2 separate regions of the Sus scrofa genome follow, and region 1 is linked to region 2. The links are chromatin contacts, called in public HiChIP or PLAC-seq maps. All regions are on one chromosome and are shown on one strand. The core of a region is the stretch at or near the end of the contact, and the rest is flanking DNA. Distances in the headings are between cores, read along the strand shown. Region 1 overlaps DST (dystonin). Region 2 overlaps DST (dystonin).

Region 1 (4,784 bases), core at 1,172-3,671, 120 kb after region 2:
AGCCCTAGGGAATCATGGCTCGATCGTCTATCTCAGTAGACTTGTCTTTTCTGGGTATTTCACATACATAGAATCATATGGTTTTTGGTTTTTTGTTTTGATTCTGGCTTCTCCCGCTCAGCATAGTTTTTTTGTGTGTTCCGCTGAGTGGCAGCATGTATTCCTTCCTCTTTATTGTCCATGCATTTATCACAGTTGGCTTTTCCACTTAACAGTTGATGGGCATCTTTTGGCTGTTATGGAAATGCTGCTATAAATGCAAACGTGTAGGTCTTTGTAGGGACATATATTTTCATTTATTTTGGGTACACATCCAGGAGTGGGATTGTTGGGTGATTTGGTAAATCTAGGTCGACCGTGTAAGAAACTACCACACTATTTTCCAAAGTGGTTGCACCGTGTTGAATTTCCACTAGGGTGACGTGGGGGCGGGGGTGGGGGGCTGTCGAGGGCAGGGGGAGGGTCCAGTTTCTCTGAATTCTTGTGGACACTTAGAGTCTTTTTTATTTTAGCTGTCCTGGGGGGTGTGAAATGCTGTCTCATTGTGGTCTTGCTTTGTGTTTCTCTAACAACTACTGACGTTGAGCCTCTTTTCATGTACTTTTTGGCCATTTGTGTATCTTCTCTGGTGAAATATAGATTCAGATCTTTGCCTATTTTTTAATTTTTAAAAATTCTTTATTTAAAAATTTTTTTTTGCCTTTTGTCTTTTCAGGGCTGCACCCGTGGCATATGGAGGTTCCTAGGCTAGGGATCCAATGAGAGCTACAGCTGCCGGCCTGTGCCAGAGCCACAGCAACACCAGGTCTCAGCCGTGTCTGCGACCTGCATCACAGCTTACGGCAACGCTGGATCTTTAACCCACTGAACGAGGCCAGAGATCGAACCCGCAACTTCATGGTTCCTAGTCAGATTTGTTTCTGCTGTGCCACGATGGGAACTCCTATTTTTTAAATTGGGTTATGCACCCTCTTATTTGGGGGTTTTCTTTTTATTTATCACATACACTTTTGGTGTCATGTATTAGATGTCTTTACCCAAACCAAGGTCACAAAGATTGACTCTCATGCTTTCATCTAGCAGTTGTGTAGTTTGTATAGTTGTAGCTCTCTATTTGGGTCTCACATCTAGTTTGAGGACAAGGTTGAAATGAATCCTTTTGTATGTGGCTATTGCTTTCTCAGGCTCATCTTTTGAAAAGATGCAACACTGAATTGCTTTTGTTTGTCTTTCAAAAACCATTTGTGGAGTTCCCATCATGGCTCAGTGGTTAACAAGTCCCGACTAGGAACCATGAGATTTCGGGTTCTATCCCTGGCCTCGCTCAGTGGGTTAAGGATCCGGCATTGCCATGAGCTGTAGTGTAGGTTGCAGACGCAGCTCGGATCCCGCATTGCTGTGGCCCTGGCATAGGCCGGCAGCTACACCTGTGATTACACCCCTTGCCTGGGAATCTCCATGTGCTGCAGGTGCGGTCCTAGAAAAAGACAAAAAAAAAACCCAGAGCACCATTTGTCTATACATGTCTGAGTGTGTTTCTGGTCTCTCTCTCTGTTCCACTGGGGAACAGAAAAACGTCTATTTTTATCAAAAATATTTTTAAAAAGATTCTTTAAGTCTTAAAATTTGATTTACCTGAATACCATTTTGTCAGTCCTTTATCAGACCAGTTTCGATGGGTGAGGGGGAACAGGGCAGCCTTGGCCTTCAGCAGTGGACGTTGCCCTCTGTGTTAGTCATTCAGCAGTGTTTATTTAGCTCCAACTGTGTGACAGGACACAGTGCCAGGTACTCACTCTCACAGATGCCCTAGTGGCCCTGGAGCCAAAGACAAACCCCTGGCTTGGAAGTGGTGGGATGGAGCTCATCGGTCCATCTCCTGAGTGTCTCTTTTTTCTCCATCCCTGGGGAGGCCCCCAGGGCCCATAGCCAAGGGCACGGCTCAGGTCACAGGCAAAGCACAGATGACTAATCTTTTATTTATTGAATACAGCTTCTTTGTCTATTGTATGAAAGGCACTGAGTGAACATGAGGCATTTACAGGAGGGCCTAAGACACGGTCCTGTCTGTTCGAGGGGCTTGTACTTACGTATGTCATGTACATAAAACCGTTCTTTAAGGAGAATGGTGATCAGTGTCCTGGTATAAACCATGGAATAGGGGAGTGCAGCAGAGGGAAGCCTTTCACGGTTTGGGTGACACTGGAACTTGACCTTGAAGGAAAAGTAAGGATCAGTAGCTGGAGGAGGAGTGGGGACAGAACAGCATTTGGGGGGAGTTCCTGTTGTGGCTCAGGGGGTTAAACGCTGACTAGTATCCATGAGGACGCTGTTTTGATACCTGCCCTTGTGCAGTGGGTTAAGGAACCGGCATTGCCGTGAGCTGTGGCTTAGGTCACAGAGGCAGCTTGGATTCCAAGTTGCTGTGGCTGTGGTGTAGGCCAGCAGCTGTAGCTATGACTCAGCCCTTAGCCTGGGAACTTCCATATGCTGCAGGTTTGACACTAAAGTGAAAAAAAAAAGCAGAGGATTTCCGTGAGTACAAGTAGGGAACTTGTACTTGACTGGGGCGGGGGGGTCGGGGGGTTGCAAATGTGACCTCCAGGATTCAGCCGGACTCGTTTCAGATTCCCTAAGCCCTTGGGGTTGGGACAGCTCTCCTGTTAGGGCACTGGGCCAATTTACCCCCAGCTGTGTCTTGGGTCCACCTTTGGAAATGTAGCCCCTGTCCAGCTAGGTGGTCCTGGCTCAAGCCTCCTCTTGTTTAAAAGACGGGGCTTGAGGGAAGATAACCTCCACTACGATTTTCGGTTTTATTTTATTTTTTTAATTGGCTGCATCTGCAGCATATGGACATTCCCAGGCTAGGGGATCGGGTCTGTGCCACAGCAATGCGGCATCCGAACCCCACTGCCCACTGAGCAAGGCCAGGGATCGAATCCGCATCCTCGTGGATACTAGCTGAGCCGCAAGGGAACTCCAAGATTTTAGGCTTTCGTATGCGACCTCAATTCGCACGCCCTCTGATTCTGGCCGGGAACACCCAGGCTGGCTGTTGGGGCTCTTTGCTCCACGGATCTCTGTGGAATGGATTGGGATCTGGAAATCCGGCAAAACCAGAATGCCATTTTGCAGGTGATCACTTGAAGGAATTGGTGGCGTCTTTGGAATTTTTTGTCTTCCCACCGAAGGGACAATTCCATGGCAGAGATTTAATCTTTAACGACCGCGTGTAGAACATTTGTCGATTTTGTTTTCCGTGAGGTTGTTAACGGAATGAAGCCATGTTTATGATCCCATCCCAGCCGAGCCACTCCCTCCCTCGAGGTGTTTATTTTGGAAACTAGATGTCCTGGTTCTGGGGGCTTGGAGTTTCATCGGGTTTAAGGAACCGTTTGAGCAGGAAGAGGTTTGAAGCGCTGGCCTGGGTGGGAGCCAAGGGCAGCGGAATCACGTCATCTGGGGGTGTCGTTAAAAATAGATCCCGTGTTCACCCCCTGCGACAGTTGTCTTGATTGCAGTCCCGGATTGCGTCCAAGCTTTCCTGCGGAGGATGCCCCAGTTGTTCTCGGTGGTGTGCTTGTTAGGACTTGGGGGGACGAGCGTGTGTGTAAAGAGTGCATTCGCTGCGTATGAAGTTTCAGCTGTTGTCACGGCCTCAGAAGTATAAACTATACTCCCCAGAGACCCTTAGTGTTTCCAGTCCTGGGGACTCAAAGAGGGATGAAGCACCACTTGTGTGTCCCCACCTGCCCCCCAGCCCAACCAAAGAGCCCCCTCCCCCTCCCCTGAGGGGTCTCACTCAGTGTCCAGGACGGGACAGGGAAAGGGCTGGTGTTGGTGTGACCAGAAGACAGCCCTGCCGGCTGGCTCCCCCCGAGCCCTCCCCACAGCACCTGCCTGCCCACCCATTCCCTCCCAGCCTGAAGCCTGACTCTCAGCCTCATTGTCACCCTTCCAGCAAGTGGAAGGGCTCAGTTAGTTGTTTGCTTTCTTGTGTGCCCTGAGATTGGAATTATTTTTGCTCTAAACAGCTCTGTTGCAAAAGGTGTTTTTTAAATTGAAGTATACTTGATTTACAGTGTTGTGTTAATTTCTGTTGTACATCAAAGTGACTCAGTCATGTAGAAACACACACACACACACACACACACATATACACACAACTCCCTGAGCAAGGCCAGGTATCGAATCTGCATCCTCATGGATGCTAGTCGGGTTCTTGACCTGCTGAGCCACAATGAGACGCCTCTATTTTTACTGATTTTTATTTTCAAACATTTAATTGGAGTGTAGTTGATTTACGATGTTGGATTAGTTGCAGGTGTACTGCAAACTGAACCTGTTACACGTATATACATGTCCCTTCTTTTACAGATTGTTTTCTCATCTAGGTCTCTACAGAGAATGGCCCTGTGCTCACAGCAGGTCCTTGCTGGTTATCTGTTTTATATATAGGAGTGTGTATATGTTAATCCCAAACTCCTAATCCCCCTACCCCGTGATATCCTTGTTAAAGTGGCAGGTGCAGTCACGCCACATGCCCGGCCACCTTCCCCCCTCTGGGTCCCCCACCCCAGTCTCTTGGCTCCTGGGACCCTTCTTTCCTGGGTCTCCCCCCACCCTCCAACCAGCTGGCCTGCCTCTCTCTTCTGGTTCTTAGCCCCATCTTTGTGGGAGGGCTCAGTTCACCTGCTGTCATCCATCCTGCAGGCCTCATTTCTTACCTTCGCACTGTAGGAGTCAGTGATACCCAGGCGCCGGATGGGTACTCAGTAAATACT
Region 2 (5,427 bases), core at 120-2,619:
TAAGAACCCTCTTCAGTTAAGAAAAAAGGCATCATGTTCGGTTTTCCACGGAAACGCTGAGTAAATGCTTTTTCTCCTCTCATCAGGACAGTGTGATTCTACTCATGGGCTTGGTGACAGAAGGAAATGAGAACTGTTCCAGCCGTAGTGGTCATTTTCAGTTCAGTTTTATGGCCTACTGGTGTATATGTGAATGGTCAAAATCTTGCCTTTTTGCTGTGTAAACTAACCTTGATGCCAGTTGAATTGAAAGCTGGAGTGTAAAGGTTTCTGGGAACTTTGTCCCTTTGGTACGGAGTGGTTTTCAGCTGGCTTTGAGATTCTGCAGAAACTTGATTTCAGGTTTCATCTGCTCATGTGGCTTCATGGTCAGTTGTATAACAAGTGACCTTTAACTGGGCTCCATCGTGATAGTGTTACATTGTAGCTAGTTATAACAACATTGGTCTGGGCTTTCTCTTTGCTCTTAAAAAATGAAATAGGCTTAATCCGGTAATGAGTGTTAGTTAAGATTGTGTTGGGCTGTTTGGAGCCGAAAACAGATGATGTCCTATCCCTCATTACCCGAAATCATCATTAAGCCAGAAGAGTAAGCATCTTCACATCGCTCCAGTAAAAAGTGTGCTTTTTTTTCCTTGGGGACTGAGAGGCCCCAGCTAGGACGGCCAGGCTGTAGGGCACCTCAATTTGGCGGTAGGATCCAGACTCCTATTATTTCTTCTCTGCCACTTGTGGTACATCATATGGTCATTCTCTCATTACAAGATGGCTGCTGCTCTTCCACCCTTTGCATTTCATTTCCACACGGGAAGAAGAGGAAGTGCAAGGACAAAGATCCAAAGATGCAGACTGGTTGATTCTGCCTCCTTTTGAAGAGCTTTTTTTAGAAGCCCACTGAGCACTTTTAGCTTATATTTCACTGGCCAAAACTGTTACAGGGGCCACTGCTGTCTGCAAGGTAGACTAGGAAAATACATACATTTCAGCTGGCCTCATTTAGTTCCTGAACAGAATTGAAGTTCTGTTGGTAAAGAATAAGGAGAGAATTGGAGTTCCTGTCGTGGCTCAGTGGTTAACGAATCCATCTAGGAACCATGAGGTTGCGGGTTCGATCCCTGGCCTTGCTCAGTGGGTTAAGGATACAGCATTGCCGTGAGCTGTGGTGTAGGTTGCAGACGCAGCTCGGATCCCGAGTTGCTGTGGCTGTGGTGTAGGCCGGCAGCTACAGCTCCGATTGGACCCCTAGCCTGGAAACTTCCATATGCTGAAGGTGAAGCCCTAGAAAAGGCAAAAAGACCAAAAAAAAAAAAAAAAGAAGAAGAGAGAATGGATATTGCGTTTGCAACCGGCAATGTCTGTCCTGAAATTGGAAACCTAAAGTCTGGACACGTTAATAACCATAACACGTATTTGACTTCACTGTAGTCGGAGAGAATAGCTGAGAGTCCAAGGATTTTCCAGATGACATAGTTGAGTATTTTATAGTGTTATTATTACATGGATTTGAAAAGTAATTGATACCAAATAATTAGGGTTTAAATTGACTGAGGAATTTGTTCATTGCCTTACAGCATAAGAAACACATATCAGTTCAGGAATGTCACCAGTTATTAGATACTCTTGGTGAATTTAACTTTGAACCCAAAATATCACACTCATGCTACTTTAGTCTTTGTCGTGTTGTTGTTGCTGTCCTGATTGAGCCTTGTACAGTTTTTCCAACAAGTTAGTCAACTCAGTTTAGTTAAGAATTTCAAAAAAAGCTGTATACTTTTTTCTTTACTTTTGTTAAATTCAGAAAAATTAAAACAAAATTTTTAGAGTTGAGGAAGACATTTTTATTTAGGAATAAAAATCAAAATGAGTGTCACCTTAATACAATAGGGTAGCCTATTTATCATATAAAATGTAAATAATGTTCCATAGCAGAAGTTCCTAAACAGGACAGTACATCAGAATCACCAGTGGAGACTAAAAATGCTTTTGCCCAGCCCTCAGCCAGTTCTAATTCAGAATCTTTTGAAGTGGGGCCTAGAGAGCTGTATTTTAAAACAAACTTTCTGATTTTTTTAAAAATTATTTTTATTAGAGTACCGTTGATTTACAGTGTGGTGTCAATTTCTTCTGTACAGTACACTGACCCCGACAAGCTATATGCTTTTTCAGACTTTTTATTGGAGTAATGTAAAGGTACTTGTTTTTCTGGCTTAATGATGATTTCAAGTAATAAGTGATTTGTAAGTCAAGGTGGTGAGAAGAACTCAATGTTCTAATGTTATTCTGCAGCCAGGCAGAGGCGTTTGTATGTTTCTGCCTTTGGGTCTAGGAGCCTGGGTCTTTGGGAGCTGGAGAGCTTGAACTGAGCCTGTTCATGAGACTGGGATTGGAAGAACTTTGAAAGTTGCAGAGGGGACACAAAAGATGGAATATCTGGGCTGTCCCATGTTCCTTTTTTTTTGATCATTAATATTCAGATTTTATTTCCTTTCTCTCAAGCTCTGATTTAAGTAAATGTTATATAACTCATTTAATCTTCACTATAACATTTTGAAATACTGTTATTATCCCGTATTTTACAGAGAGAAAATGAAGCAAAAAAAAAAAAAAAAGGTTAAACGTTTTTCTTTAATTCACAGAGTTGGAAAGTATCAAGGAAGACATAGTAGTTGTAAAAAAAAAAAAATCTCAAAATTGAAATAGCTAAGATTTCATGGAGGAAAACAGCACCAACAAGCTTCTTGTTTCTGTAATTTTTTTTTCCCCCAAAAAGTGGCACAAATCTTCCTAGTAAATCTTTTTTAGAAGAAAGACAAACCCTTTTAAACCCATGTCTAACAGAGGATTGGCGTTTTCTGGAATCCCAGTATCTAAGTTTGCTGGAACCTGACTAATTAAAAAATACATGTATATTGGAATATAGTTGACTGTTGACTGTGTTCTTTCCTGTTTTAGCTCCACAACTGAGTGTAAAAATGTATAAAACTCACTAAGGTTATTTGACTCCATAAGCCTGATGAATTGAGTGAGAAGCATTGTGGTTTTCAGCGTTTGGTATTTCACATGAATTAAAAAGCAACCCAGACGCTTCTGTTACCTGGGGCTCCTCTCTCTACAGTGACTTTCTTTTTGGGTATTCTAATAATCTAGGTTCATTTTATTTTGGGGGGCAATTTCTTTTTTAAAAAATTGCGTGGGAGTATGGTTGATTTCCAGTGTGGTGTTAGTTTACCACGGCTTTTGAAGAAGATCTGTGTCCATTTCTCAGCCCTTAGTAATTTATACAGATCTCATTCTGCTTACGACCGGAGGGGAATTTCAGGCAGCAGTCCGTTTGCTGAACTGTGTCATTATTTCTGTAAGTGATCAAATAAGGCTTTTTACAATTTATATATTTGTTTATCCCTTTAATACAATTTTCTCAGCTATGTTTTCCACCCTACTTTCTCCTCTCTTAGAAGAGGGAGCAAACAGTTCTGCTTGGGTTGGGTGTTGGGAAAAGCTGTGTCCTGACAGTCAAATAGGATTTTACCCCCGGAAAGGGTGCGGGTACCAGGAGGGGAAACCTCAGGACAGCTGCACTTCTTGTACAGCCACAGAACCTTCTTTGAAACTTTGGCTGAAGTGCATGATCAGTTTTAGACTTTAGCGAACGTTAGGGCTGGGCTGAGGGTCTGGGAAGATGGATGTGGGCTCCGTGGACCAGACTGAAAAGAGCCTGGGGGGCCGCGGCTCGCACCAACTTTGGGGAGTCTTCTCTAGGCAGGGAGGGGAACTCTCATGGCTCCTGGCAGGATGTTACCAGTGGGATCGGCCTCAGGAGGATAACTGCTAGCAGTGTGGAGGGCTGAGTCGGGAGTGCGGCTCAGGAAACCAGGAGACAGAGCAGGGGGCCAGGGCACAGGGAGAGGCGAGGGATGGAAGGGAGGCTGGTCCCAGAAAAACCTCGGGAATGGACAGCACAGCAGACAGGTCATCTCTGTGGGTGGCGTCTGAAAAGGATGCAACAGCTTCTCTGTTGAATTTCTGGTTCAAGAAACCAGGAGTGTTTCCTTTTTAATTTGTAAACAATCCGTAGTCTGTGGTCATTAAAAAATACGGTATTGAAACAGCTTATTTTCTTTTTTAAAAAATTGAGGTAGGAGTTCCTGTCATGGTGCAGTGGTTAACGAATCTGACTAGGAACCATGAGGTTGCAGGTTCGATCCCTGCCCTTGCTCAGTGGATTAAGGATCTGGCATTGCCGTGAGCTGTGGTGTGGGTCACAGACGTGGCTTGGATCCTACATTGCTGTGGCTCTGGTGTAGGCTGGTGGCTATGGATCCAATTCGACCCCTAGCCTGGGAACCTCCGTATTCCGTGGGAGCGGCCCTAGAAATGGCAAAAATAGACATACACACACACACACACACAAAAAAAATTGAGGTATAATTGGAGCTTCTATTGTGGCTTATCGGGTTAAGGACCGGATGTTGTCTCTGTGAGGATGCTGGTTCGATCCCTGGCTTTGCTCAGTGGGCTAAGGATTCAGCGTTACTCTGGCTGTGTCGGCCTGCAACTCCCATTCTACCCTTGGCTGGGAAACTTCCATATGCTGCAGGTGTGGCCATAAAAAGAAAAATTTAAAAAAAATTGAGGTATAGTTGACATAACATTAGAAACAAATTTTTAATATTAATCATTGTTAGACCTTCCTTGTTAGAGAAATGGAGCCAGTGCTGTTTTGCTTGACCTCAGAAATGCAGCAGTAGTGTGACCTAGAAACCTGGAATGTTCTATTTAACTCTACTGTATTCTTGTTGGGAATCCTCCGGGCGTGGTTTATATTACTGTAGAGCAGTGAATCTGTTATCTAAAAGCAAATAAAGTGATTGGTTTCAGATCCTTTTTTTTCTTTTTAAGTATAGTTGATTTCCAATGTTGTGCCAGTTTCTGCTATATAGCAGAGTGACCCAACGATTCACACACACACACACACTCTCTCTCTCTCTTCCTTTCTCATATTATCTTCCATCTTGTTCTATCCCAAGAGACTGAATGTGGTTCCTTGTGCTGTGCAGTAGGACCTCATTGCCTATCCAATCAAAATGTAATAGTTTGCATCTACCAACCCAAACTCACAGTCCGTCCCACTCAGATCAGTTTTGGAAGTATTAGTGATGAAAAACCCATCTTTTAATATACTTCAATAAATTTTTTTGTTTGGCTTTATTAAAAAAAAAAAAAAGCTTCCTTAGGAGTTCCCATCATGGCACAGTGGAAACGAATCCAGCTAGGAACCATGAGGTTATGGGTTCAATCCCTGGCCTTGCTCAATGGGTTAAGGATCTGGCGTTGCCCTGAGCTGTCGTGTAGATCGCACATGTGGTTCAGATCCTGCATTGCTGTGGCTGTGGTGTAGGCCAGCAGCTGTAGCTCCAATTGGACCCC

Evidence for each region. HiChIP or PLAC-seq counts read pairs in DNA pulled down with a chosen protein or histone mark.
Region 1: a contact with region 2 is called in an H3K27ac HiChIP or PLAC-seq map of skeletal muscle. The contact joins two enhancer-like sites. A contact is called at or near these places in 11 of 47 Hi-C or Micro-C datasets (embryonic fibroblasts, fetal heart ventricle, fetal skeletal muscle and 4 more) and 1 of 2 datasets of contacts at active chromatin or transcription factors (skeletal muscle).

The regions. Positions count from the first base shown.
Region 1 is chr7:29,041,075-29,045,858 of Sscrofa11.1, forward strand. The region is part of intron 5 of DST (dystonin); the gene reads left to right. Among named protein-coding and RNA genes, the nearest start is that of DST, 230 kb to the left of the region's middle. Within about 2 kb of position 2,422, at least 24 of the 83 cell types and tissues checked have an H3K27ac peak or open chromatin away from gene starts, as enhancers often do. A contact at or near this core is called in skeletal muscle, where this site is marked.
Region 2 is chr7:28,924,737-28,930,163 of Sscrofa11.1, forward strand. The region is part of intron 4 of DST (dystonin); the gene reads left to right. Among named protein-coding and RNA genes, the nearest start is that of DST, 120 kb to the left of the region's middle. Within about 2 kb of position 1,370, at least 3 of the 83 cell types and tissues checked have an H3K27ac peak or open chromatin away from gene starts, as enhancers often do. A contact at or near this core is called in skeletal muscle, where this site is marked.